Linked DNA regions of Triticum aestivum: region 2 is linked to region 1. Evidence: chromatin contacts called from public HiCAR-type data. All regions are on one chromosome and are shown on one strand. The core of a region is the stretch at or near the end of the contact, and the rest is flanking DNA. Distances in the headings are between cores, read along the strand shown. Region 1 holds the start of LOC123113276 (ATP sulfurylase 4, chloroplastic). Region 2 holds the start of LOC123113278.

Region 1 (5,572 bases), core at 565-3,064:
CGTCGGGGTCCCTTGACGCATGACTACAATTGGATACACATATTTCCACGTGAACAAGTCTTTTGTCGATGATGAGCGTCGTAGACCACAGTAGGAGACACATCGTGACGGAAGCCTGAGAGCACTATAAGAAGGAACCTTGTCAGAAGCATACTGCAGTAATCACCATATCCTCACCAAAAAATTATGTTCTCGGTGATACGTACTAAGCTACCACCAAGAAGGGGTCAAACGGAAGGATTATTATGTCACCACCACTAGTATGAGCTCGAGCACTCCACCTAAGGGGAGACCCGCCAAAACGATGGATCAAAAAGAGGGAGGGGCATGGAGAGAACTATTCCCTCTGTACCGAAATAGTTGTCGTTGGAGTAGCTGAAGTTCAGCTACTCCAACGACAACTATTTCGATACAGAGGGAGTACTTGTTATTTGAAGGTGGTGAGTAAGAGAAGAAGAGCCAACCGACTAGTTCCATCTAGCTATGCCAAACTGCCAATGAAATGGAATGCCATGTCATGAAAACCACCATTGCTCACCACCTCCTCCCCACACGCACATACATAACAAACATAATTATTCTGTGTTCAGTTTATTCCGTTATCTCTTGATAGTGGAACAAGATCCATTTTTTGGATCTTACAGGAAAAACATAGTTATTTCTCTATTGCCTAAGAAATAGCAAAACCGGTTACACATCAGGGCTAAATGCATCAAATCCAAAAAGAGTAAATCATACACTACAATTCATGATGACGCAGAGGGCAGGCAAACCCCTTTCCAAAAAAAAAAAAACATACAACACATGAGAAGTAATCTCGTTCACCGTAGAAGGAAAGAGGAATAATTTTGTATCAACTGAATCAGGAAGGAACCGCACGGAGGACAAGTCTGTGGCTCGACGGTTGGTTGTGGTGGCAGCTACCCGACACGCTCAAGATCGATCCCTGGACCAACGTGGCTGTCTCATCCGAAATACTTGTCGAAGAAATGCATAAAAAGGATGTATTTAGAACTAAAATACATCTAGATACATCTATTCCTCCAACAAATATTTCAGAACGAAGGGAGTATTTTTTTAGACACAAGCGCTCGTCTCCTCCCACTGAATGCGCATCGCCAGAAATTCTGAAATAAATCCAAGAATAAATACGAGCATCAGGATTTGAACCTTGATGGGCTGCAATACCACAGTCGCTCTAACCATCCAAACACAGGTTGATTCGCGTCTCATCCGAGATACTATAATTATGTCTTCTGCATATGATTTGTGGTGTGCGTCTTTTGGTCTATGATTTGTACTCCCTCTGTCCGGAAATACTTGTCATCAAAATGAATAAAATAAGATGTATCTAGATGTATTTTAATTTTAAATACATCATTTTTTATTCATTTTGATGACAAGTATTTTCAGACGGAGGGAGTGTCCATGTAATTGGGGATTTTTTGAGGGTCAAGGAAGAAGGAGCCGTGCCCGTGCGGGGCCATAAACCCCCACAGCGTAGACGATCCAGACTCGACAAAGGACACATAAGTTCACACGTCACGAAAGTCGTTCGGGACACCAGTCCAAGTCCAAGTGTCCCTGAACGAAAAAATAATACTACTCCAAAACGGCCCACAGGCAGCAAGGCGAGGAAGGCACTTCCCAGCCCGCTCCATCCATCATCCTCATCAGCCCCCATTAGCGCAGCCCCCACGTCCCCCACTCCCTTGTCCACGTTCACCGCGCCCATGGCCTCCGCCCCGCACCCTCCCCGCAATCCCGTCCAGGTTCACCTCCACCCTGCCTCCCCATTTTTTATACACACACCCACCGCGAAGGTCAGGCCGCCCCGCCCGCCAGCCACAAGGCAAGAGCGAGACGAAAACATAAACGCCCCGACACGATATAAGTAGTGCGGCGGAGGTGGAATCTGGGAGAGACCAAATCGTCGGCAAGAAGCAGCAGCCATGGCGACGCAGGCCGCCTTCGCAGTGAGGTTCCCGCAGCTGGCGCGGCCGGGCAGGGGCCATGGCCAGGGACAGCCGGCGACGCGGGTCGCGGTAAGGGGCGGCAGGGCCGCGGCGGCGGCGGCGCGCGGGGTGCGGTGCCGGGCCGGCGGCCTGATCGAGCCGGACGGGGGCAGGCTGGTGGAGCTGGTGGCGCCCGAGGAGGGCGGCCGGCGGGCGGCGCTGCGCCGGGAGGCGGCGGCGCTGCCGCACCGGCTGCGCCTGGGCCGCGTGGACACCGAGTGGCTGCACGTGCTCAGCGAGGGCTGGGCCAGCCCGCTGCGCGGCTTCATGCGCGAGACCGAGTTCCTCCAAGCACTTCATTTCAACGCCGTCCGCGGCGCCGATGGCAGCCTCGTCAACATGTCCGTGCCCATCGTCCTCGCCCTCGACGACGCCCAGCGCCGCGCCATCCAGGCCGACGGCGCCACCACCGTCGCGCTCGTCGACGCCCACGACCGCCCCGTCGCCGTGCTCAGCGAGTGAGAACGCATCCCCCCTTCCTTCTCTCTCTCTCTCTTTTCCCCTCTCTCCGATTCATGTCTGCCGATTCTTTCCCATGATTAAATGTAGCTACTGTAGTGTACGTACCAATTTCAAGATGGAATTTATAATGTTCGGGTAGGAATTGGGGGCTTGGGTTGTGAGCTTATTTGGGCTCCTGCTGACAATGGTGGTTTCTTCAACCTGAAACTTGTGGATTCACTGTTAATAGGACATATGGTTTGCACATTTCAATAGCTACATAGCTTATCTGTGTACACAATTCTAGGTCGTATCTAAACTTAGTGCCAGTATATATTTCTTTTACAAGAATACGGGCAATGATGGTTAGCAATTTTCTACCTCGAGTGCTTATTTGACAGTCAAACTAAATTTGTAGCAGTTTCCACTTTTGTGGAATGGGGCTATGATAGTGAGGACTTCACTCATACTTTTAACAGTATATTTGTATATGTTGACAGACTTCAGATAACCGTAGTATTCCAATCATGCATCCTCCAATAGATGATTAGTAAAGTCGACAATACCTTCGGTCGTAGTCAACTTGATAATATCTTCGGTCGTATTAAACTTGGTAGTATCTTCGGTCGTATTAAACTTGATAATACCTTCAGGCATATCAAATTACATATCTTATCGTATCGTTTCCTTGAATAGATATTTCCGTTTTGTCGTTTTTTCGCCGCCTTTCCTAGTACTTTAGGACGTGCGATGCCTCGTACTCACATCACCGTGATTCTCTTGTATTTGCCATTTAAGTATAGACTTTTTTTTAAACATGGAACACTAAAAATGAAAATGATGCTGGCCCAAAAATGTAGTTACCGGATAACTAGAGTGACATAATGACATCGACGTAACACGCCGCTATCTGTTGACGGAATCTCTAGTCTTGACAAGATGTTACACATGGCTTCCAATGTGTTGGAAACAAGCATAGCCTATTTATATGATATAGGAGTGTGGTTTTATTTTACTGTACTTGATGCTCTACATCCGCAACTCATTTTTAACACTCGTTCCTTCTTTCTTCAGTATTGAGATCTACAAGCATAACAAGGAAGAAAGAATTGCACGGACTTGGGGAACAACTGCACGTGGACTGCCGTACGTAGAGGAGGCGATTACAAATGCTGGTGATTGGTTGATTGGTGGAGACCTGGAGGTTATAGAACCAATCAAGTATAATGATGGTCTGGATCAGTATCGTTTGTCTCCAGCACAGCTGCGTGAAGAATTTGCCAGGCGCAATGCAGATGCGGTATTTGCTTTTCAACTGCGTAACCCTGTGCACAATGGGCATGCGTTGCTCATGACTGATACACGGAGGCGCCTTCTTGAGATGGGCTACAAAAACCCTGTTCTTCTTCTCCATCCACTGGGAGGATTCACAAAAGCAGATGATGTGCCTCTTAGTGTGAGAATGAAGCAGCATGAGAAGGTATTTAGTTATAACAATCCTATCATCCTGGAAACAGCCTCTTACAGAAATGTAGGGAAAGGCTGCGTACAATAGACCCAAAGTGGTCGGACCCTTCCCCAGACCCTGCGCAAGCGGGAGCTACATGCACTGGGGCTGCCCTTTTTTTTTTAATCCTATCATCCATTTTCTATAAAAAAAGAAATGTGACTCCTATATGCCATAGAAATTAACTATAATCCTGGGCAACAGGAATCATGCCATGCCGTGTTTTGAAACCTTTTATTTGATGACACTAGTATAGACACTTTAAGATGTAAATGTATAGTTCCTGCATGGTTCTGACGTTTCTTCTTCATTAATTCTGCTAGGTTCTTGAGGAAGGTGTCCTAAACCCAGAATCAACTGTGGTTGCAATCTTCCCCTCTCCAATGCACTATGCTGGGCCAACTGAGGTCCAGTGGCATGCTAAGGCTCGTATAAATGCTGGTGCAAACTTCTATATTGTCGGAAGAGACCCTGCTGGTATGGGCCACCCAACCGAAAAGAGGGACCTTTATGATGCTGATCACGGGAAAAAAGTACTGAGCATGGCTCCTGGGCTTGAGAGGCTCAATATCCTTCCTTTCAAGGTGTGTAATCATGCCAGACCAGATACCTCATTCCGATCTTGACTTCAACAGTTTATTATTCATTTTCGAAATACAGCATCGTAGACTTATGATGGTTTCTTGACATGTCTTCTGATTCTTATTTTGGATCAGGTGGCTGCATATGACACAAAGCATAACAAGATGAATTTCTTCGACCCATCGAGGAAAGAGGACTTCCTGTTCATCTCTGGCACAAAGGTAATTCATTTCAGTGTCATTTGCGCATCAGTAACTTCGGCACCAGCTTTTTTTAAGTCATTGTCCTAACAAACTTTCCTCTGCAAACAGATGCGTAGCCTTGCCAAGAACCGTGAGAGCCCACCAGATGGTTTTATGTGCCCGGGTGGCTGGAAGGTCCTCGTCGAGTACTACGACAGCTTGGCACCACCAGAAGGCAGCAGCAAACCGCGAGAGGCGGTTGCGGCTTAGAAGCCGTGGCGTTGTATCTCGTATCATGAACCAATGATATATGATTGTATATTGGTGGTCAGACTTGACATTTGGGCATGATCCCCCAACACTCCCTGTGTGGTTTGTGTACTGCATACTAGTATCTGCTAGCAGTGTTGCCCCCTGGAGCCCATCATGTGCTTGTGGTGCCAATAAGGATGGGTTTTGTATCCTCTTGCCAGATCTGTACATAACTACATATACAATATTGTGGTAATTTATCTAGTGCTTGATGTGTTTGCTAACATCTCTTCTTAGGTTTGATGTTCAGATTTCCCATGATTTTTAGTTTCATGGTGTTGTACGTACTTTTCACTGGAGCACATGATATACATATAGATTATGGCAAAATGAAAGGGAAACATTCAAGCGTAAGTAGTGAACTTGACATGATAGATTCTTTTAGGGACTGCCTGAGTTCTTCTCTTTTCTTAGAACATACTCCCTCCCTTCGGAATTACTTGTCGCAGAAATGGATGTATCTAGACGTATTTTAGTTCTAGATACATCCATTTTCGAGACAAGTAATTCCGAACGGAGGGAGTAAGAGTTTG
Region 2 (6,288 bases), core at 2,214-4,713, 170 kb before region 1:
ATCATGTTACTAGCTTGCAGCTAGTGTTTTTGTTTTAGGCAGTTCTTTTCATGTACTTTATGTTGTACAGTAAATGATTTGCATCCATTTTGTTTCATGATCAAATTGGAAGAAACAGACATATTATCATTCCGAAACCAGTGTGACAAAACCTGGGAGGAGAACCATTTCAAAGTCTAGAATCTCTTTTGGACTCCACTATGAAAAATCGCCTGCCTTCACGATTATATGGAAATGCTGAGCAGCAGCAACCACATAGACAGGGCCAAGTACTTGTATATAGTATAGATAAACAACCAATTCCTAAATAGAACAGTAGGTCTTGAGGATCCTCCTCGCCAGATCAGTTGCTCCGCTTTCCTTGTAGATCAGATGCAGATTGAACGCAGCCTCTCTTCGGAGATCGCAGTAGCCAGGCCTGAAATCCTGGTGCTCCTGTAAATCCTCCTCGAATGGAAGCTTGGGTATGGGGTGATCTTCCACCTCCATGGCTAAAACCTTCTCGTAGTAGATGACCGCCAGGGTTTTGAGGCCGACATGGTGGTACGCCCGGGCGATGTTGTACAGGGCCTCCTGCCTGTTGCTGCCGATGCGCAGGCACTTGTAGAGGAACGCGAATGCCTGGACGATGCACTGGTTCTTGTTCTGAAGCCTGAAGCCCAGGGAGAGGTTGATCAAGGACGAACCAACGCAGAGATTGATTAGAGGATTCTCCGGGTCCAGCTTGTACGCCTCCAGATAATCCCGAACAGCGGACTGGTGTTGACTGATAGCAGTAAACCGATGCCCAGATATGATTTTAGGAGGCACACACTTGGGATCCCTTCTTGCCCGAAGAAGAAACTTAAAATGACCTTTCTCTTCTGTTCTTGATGTCACCTTGTAGTAGGAGTTCCATGCGGAGATGGATTGCGGGTGCTTGTGAACTACATAACGGACATAATCAAAGCCAGGGCTGGGATCTAGAGCTCTGTATGCTATTTCAGCGCCCAAGGACCGTAGTTCCTCCTTGATGTCATCAGAGAGGGGATCATTTCCAAGTCTAAGAGCATGATTGATAATTTGCAGCGCCTCAAAGTATCGCTGAAGCAGAGCCAGTGTTCGACAGAGATCTAACACAAGCTGATGGTTCTCCACATTTGTCAGCAGACCAGGAAGAGGAGGTTTCTGCTTTGCTCTACGTGTATCATCTCTTATTGTGTCTTCATTTGACTCTGCTGCCCTTTTTTCTAGCAATTTCCTTGCTCTGTTTGCCTTGACTAACTCTGCAGTCGATGCTATAGGCCTGCATCCTTGAAATACGCTGTCTTGACGTGCTTCCCCCAGCACTTTAGTTCTTTCCTGCAGAACATCATTTGTAAGCTTTCTATTCATCTTGACCTTTCTATTAGCATACTCGATATCCAGTGTCTCGAGAATGGGAAGAAAAATGGTTTCCACAAATTTCTCCATCATGCCTTTGTTGTAATAAAGTTTGGCAAGCTGCATTCTTACTTCCCCATCAAGCCACCAAGGTTTCTGATGATCTGGGATATCAGCGGACTGCAACTCTGTATTCTCAGGAGGAGAAAGCAGTTTGATAGCCTCATCACTCTTATTCTCATCGACTAGAAGAGAAGATAAGGTTATCCGTACATCGACATTGTCCTCCATCCCTTCTAAAGCTTTATAGAGGTAAGGAATAGCTTTTCCTTTGTCCCCCATGACCATGTAGCATCGAGCAGCTTCCACATACGAGCCACCATCATTATGAACAGCAACGTCTTCCATCATGGAGTAAAATTTTAGTGCATACTCATACTGCCCCAAACTTTGAAGAGTGCTAGCGACCTCCTTAACCATATCAGCATTCTCTTTTGAACGCCCCAGATGCACACTCTGAAGGAACACCTCAGCATGTTTCAGATCTCCAAGATAAGCATGGCAGATTACTGCTTTTGCTTGCAACCGTACTGGTAATTTGTGTCCGGATCCCAACACCAGTTGTGCCTTCTTGATCTGCCTAAGAGCTTCACCATGGGCATCATTTCTCAGACGAAGGGATATCAGTAAATCAAGAAGACCCCAGTCGATGTTTGAAGTTTGAGCATTGATAAAATCCTCCAACAAATCAATAGCCTTATCAATTTGACCAGAGTCTCTGTACATCTGCGCCGCCGCTCTACGGGCGACGGTGTTGGAGGGATGAATCCCGACAATCTGCTCGTATATCTCCGCGGCCTTGTGGCAGTCACCGAGGGTGCGATATATGTTCGCGCAATCAAACTTGAGCCCCACATCCTCCGGATCAGCCCTCATTGCCTTGATAACACAGTGCCTTGCCAGAGCAGCGTCTTCCTTCTTCAGAGCCAGGTCGATGAGCTTCTTCCACAGCGACACGTCCTTGGGCGAGACGTAGGCGGCCAGCATCACGAAGTTGATGGCCTTGTCGATCTCGCCATTCTCCTTGTAGATGCTGCCGAGCAGGTTGTACGAGTTGGGCAGGTTGGGCGCGATCCGGACGATCTCGTGCAGGATGGGGATGGCCTCCTTGAACCTGTTCTCGGTGAAGAGCAGGGTGGCGTCGCCCAGCTTCTTGATGACCTCGGGGCTGCACCGGCTCCTCCGCCCTCTCGCCCGCCCCTTCCTCTTGCCGTCCTTGGACCGCCGCCGCTTCTTCCGCCGGAGGCCGAACCCCTCCATCAGCTGGTCGAAGAGGTTCGCCGACTCCGCCTCGGAGAGCTCGCCCTGCTGCCTCCTCCGCTTCGAGGCCTCGTCCCCTTGCGGCGGCTCCTCGGCGGGGAGGGCCTTCCGCTTGCGCGACAGCGCCGCCAGGGCCTCGAAGTCCCGGATGCTGACGGTGGCCACGGCGCCGCCGGGCCCCCGCTCCGCCATCTCCACGCACTGCGCCGCGTCCGCCGCGTCGCCGAACTCGTACCCCTCCTCCTCATCCTCGTCGTACTCCTCCCCGTCCCCGTCCTCCTGCTCGTACGCCTCCTCCTCCGCCACCGCCGCCGCCGCCGCGCCTTCCTCCTCCGTCGCCGGCATCGCCGAAGCACGGGCCGAGGAAAGCGGCAGAAGGAGTCGCTCCTGCCGGCGGGAAGCGGAGTAGGGGAGGCCGGCGGCGAGAGCCGGAGCCTAGAGCGATGTGGATCAGCCAAAAATCTGGGACGGTGAGTGGGCCTCTTTCAAAGTGGGCCTTGAGCCCTTGAACGCACAGGCTCGGGTCCGACCCGACCGGGACCGCGACCGCGCCCGAGCCTGACCGCGACCCCGTCCGAGCCGCACCGGCTTCGTCTTCCCGGAGAGCGCGGGGTGACCGCGTGGCCGCCTTTCCATTTTACCCCTCGAGACAGAAACTAATCAGAACCCGGTCCAAATCTCAGCTTTAGGATAGCTTAACTTATACAATTCCCACCCCCGCTCTCCCTCTCTCTCTCTCCCCCCCCTCCCCCGTTCACACTCTCTCCCCGCCCCCTCCCCCGTTCACACTCTCTCCCCGCCCCCCGTACGAAACCCTAGGCCGCGGCGCGCCGCGCCGCCCCAAAAACCCCGCGGCCGACGGTGGCGCCCGCATGGACCCCGCCGCGCCGGACCCCGACGGCGGAGGCCTCCCGGCGCGCGGATCCGACGCCGCCGACGTCGCCGGCAACACATGGGACCTCGCCCCCTTCTCGCCGCCGCCCGCCGCGCTCCGCGGCGGCGAGCTCTACATCTACCGCAACGCCTACAACCTCGTCCCCCGCTCCATCGGCGAGTGCCGCGGGGGGCTCAGGGCGCTCAAGTTCTTCGGCAACGACGTCGAGGTGCTGCCCCCGGAGGCCGGGGACCTGGACGGGCTACAGAGCCTCCAGCTCAAGGTCTCCGCGCCCAGGGTCTCCGGGGCCGTGCTCCGCCGGATGCGGGCGCTCAGGGAGCTCGAGCTCTCCTTGGTGCCGCCCAGGCCCTCGGCCTGCTCCATACTCGTCGAGATCGCCAGCCTCAAGTGCCTCACCAAGCTCACCATCTGCCACTTCTCCATCAGGTATGCTGCACGACACCACTACTTCAATTGACAGCTGCCTGCCTGCTTGCCTACTGCTAATTTTGCTACAGTGGTTAATTTACTGTTCTCGTGTTTAATCAGCCAAATTGTATGTTCCATCTGTGATTTGCAGCGTAAGCTTGCTTTTTTGTGTGTTTTCTAGTGCCATATTATGTTTATTTCAGTAGCACGACCACCCTAGGAGAAATGGATGTGTATAAGAAACCTTTAGCAGACTAGCATCTAATTATAAATCTATGCTGGTTTGGTGCAACTTTTCCATGCCCACTGTCCAATAGCTTCTGGCAACCATGATGGCTTTGCCATGTGTTAAATCAGGTTGAATTGTTTGCTGTGGCTACTCTTAAGTTTTATAACCTGCACATTAGCTGCTACCATTATGCCTGCAATATTTGCTATGTCTCTGCAGTAGTTTATAGAGGTAATTGGTGTTTGTAGGAGCATTCAGTTTACCCACCTTACTTTAACTAGCTGTTCTGAATCATGTCCCTAGCTTGGCAATGCAGGGGCATTTGTCAACTTTGTTGCGCAGTTTGATTATAAATGGTTGTTGTAGCCAAGTTACTTTGTCTCAATATTGGAAATGTACTGATCTGATGGTTATTGCAGATGTTTAAAAGTTCAAATGCTTGGATGATGATTAAATGATTTTGTGGTTAAATTTTGTAGCAAAATTCTCAACTGGTAGCATATCAGTTGGGTGCTGAGTAGGGATAAATTGGCGAATCGCCCTATTAACTGAATTTATCGGTAGGTTTACTAGGGCCAAAATCTATATATCCTAGCCTACATAGCAACATGTTGTAGTAGAAGCAACCGTAGATTGCTACAAATGCCAAATGCACCACATCAGCACATACTAGATGTCGAGATACTACATAGGAGGGTAGCAGAGCGCATCAGCAGCAGCAGAAGTACATCACAGAGGAGAGAACTGAGTTTACTTGCTGCCTGGGGACACCATGGACAGGAGGAGCAGACGATGAAACAGCTCGGGAGGGAATGCTGGCTGCTCGGGGAGGGGACAGCGCTGGCGACTGCTTGGGGAGGATACGAAGCCGGTTGCTGCTCAGGGAGGGGACGGAGCCAACAGCCCGTCATGGGCTGCTCAGGGAGGGGACCAGGGATTGGCCGGCGCCGGCTGCTGCTCGGGTAGGGGGCGGAGCCGGCGGAAGCTGCTCAGGGATGGGACGGCTGCAGCAGCTGCTCCTCCACGAGTGGGAGAAGGGAGGGGGCTGTCTAACCTAATGCCCGCACAGCTGTGAAAGAAGGGAGGGAACGGGCCATTTTTGGGCCAAAAATTCCCTAGCAGTTAATCGGCCCAGACCGATAAATTGCCCCAACCAGTTAATGGCGTGAATAGGGCCTTTTTGTATCTGGAGATGTACGAGTAGCGATGAACTAACCGAGATGCCGATTAACTGGCTGATATTTGGAACAATGAGAAAAATGCCAATACTGATGTGGTATGTGGTATGCAGAAGTTGGATATTCTTGATCTAGGCTATTTGAAATAATTAATTGAATTTTATGTCGACTTTGGACAGTTGAACCAAATATAGGGAACTTGTATGGTGTTCCTGATGATGATTTCTATTTTATGCTATATTGACTTGTTTTTTTTCTCTTGTTCCCTGGAAAAAATGGTGGTTTCACATTCTTTTTTAAATATCTTTAGGTTCCTCCCCCCTGAGATTGGCTCCCTCAGGAAGCTCCAAGAACTTGATCTGTCTTTCAACAAGCTGAAGAACTTGCCTAACTGGATAACCGAGTTGCGGGCCCTGAAATTCCTCAAAGTGACTAATAATAAGTTGGTAGATTTACCATCAGGGATCTCTTCTTTGAGATGTCTTGAAAGCCTTGACTTATCGAACAATAGATTGACATCCCTTGGATCAGTTGAACTAGTCTCTATGCTTACACTGCAGTATCTTAATCTTCAGGTATGTTCTCATCAGAAGTATTGCTTTCCACCTGTTCCTAATTATTGCTATGTCTTGATCATGTTGACATAATTTACATTATCTTCAACAGTGTTGGTTCTGATCTTTGATGTGTTGTTTGTATTTGTTATGTGTGATTTTGGTGCTTGTTACATGGCATTCATTCACTTCTGGAACTAAACATTCAACATTTGTCCGGACCTGATTAACAATTATACTTGGAGAGAGATTAGTGTGTCAGTTTTGAGAAAAATGATTATAATGGAATCAACATGCGATTTTTCTAAATGTAATGAAAATTAGGGGAAGGAGGGTGTTGGC

What was found. HiCAR-type assays count read pairs that join an accessible place to other places.
Region 2: a contact with region 1 is called in a HiCAR-type map of leaf, with 8 times the contacts expected there. The contact joins the promoter of LOC123113278 here to the promoter of LOC123113276 in region 1. A contact is called at or near these places in 4 of 5 Hi-C or Micro-C datasets (leaf and an unstated tissue) and 1 of 1 datasets of contacts at active chromatin or transcription factors (leaf).

What each region holds. Positions count from the first base shown.
Region 1 is chr5B:569,732,823-569,738,394 of IWGSC CS RefSeq v2.1, reverse strand. It overlaps LOC123113276 (ATP sulfurylase 4, chloroplastic), which reads left to right and starts at 1,814. Exons shown (of 5, transcript XM_044534476.1): 1 at 1,814-2,473; 2 at 3,531-3,936; 3 at 4,287-4,547; 4 at 4,680-4,766; 5 at 4,857-5,263. The coding sequence starts at 1,953. The coding sequence ends at 4,997.
Region 2 is chr5B:569,908,559-569,914,846 of IWGSC CS RefSeq v2.1, reverse strand. LOC123113278 reads left to right here and starts at 3,463. Exons shown (of 10, transcript XM_044534479.1): 1 at 3,463-4,003; 2 at 5,703-5,967. The coding sequence starts at 3,555. It overlaps LOC123113279 (general transcription factor 3C polypeptide 3), which reads right to left and starts at 3,141. Exons shown (of 1, transcript XM_044534480.1): 1 at 106-3,141. The coding sequence starts at 3,027. The coding sequence ends at 304.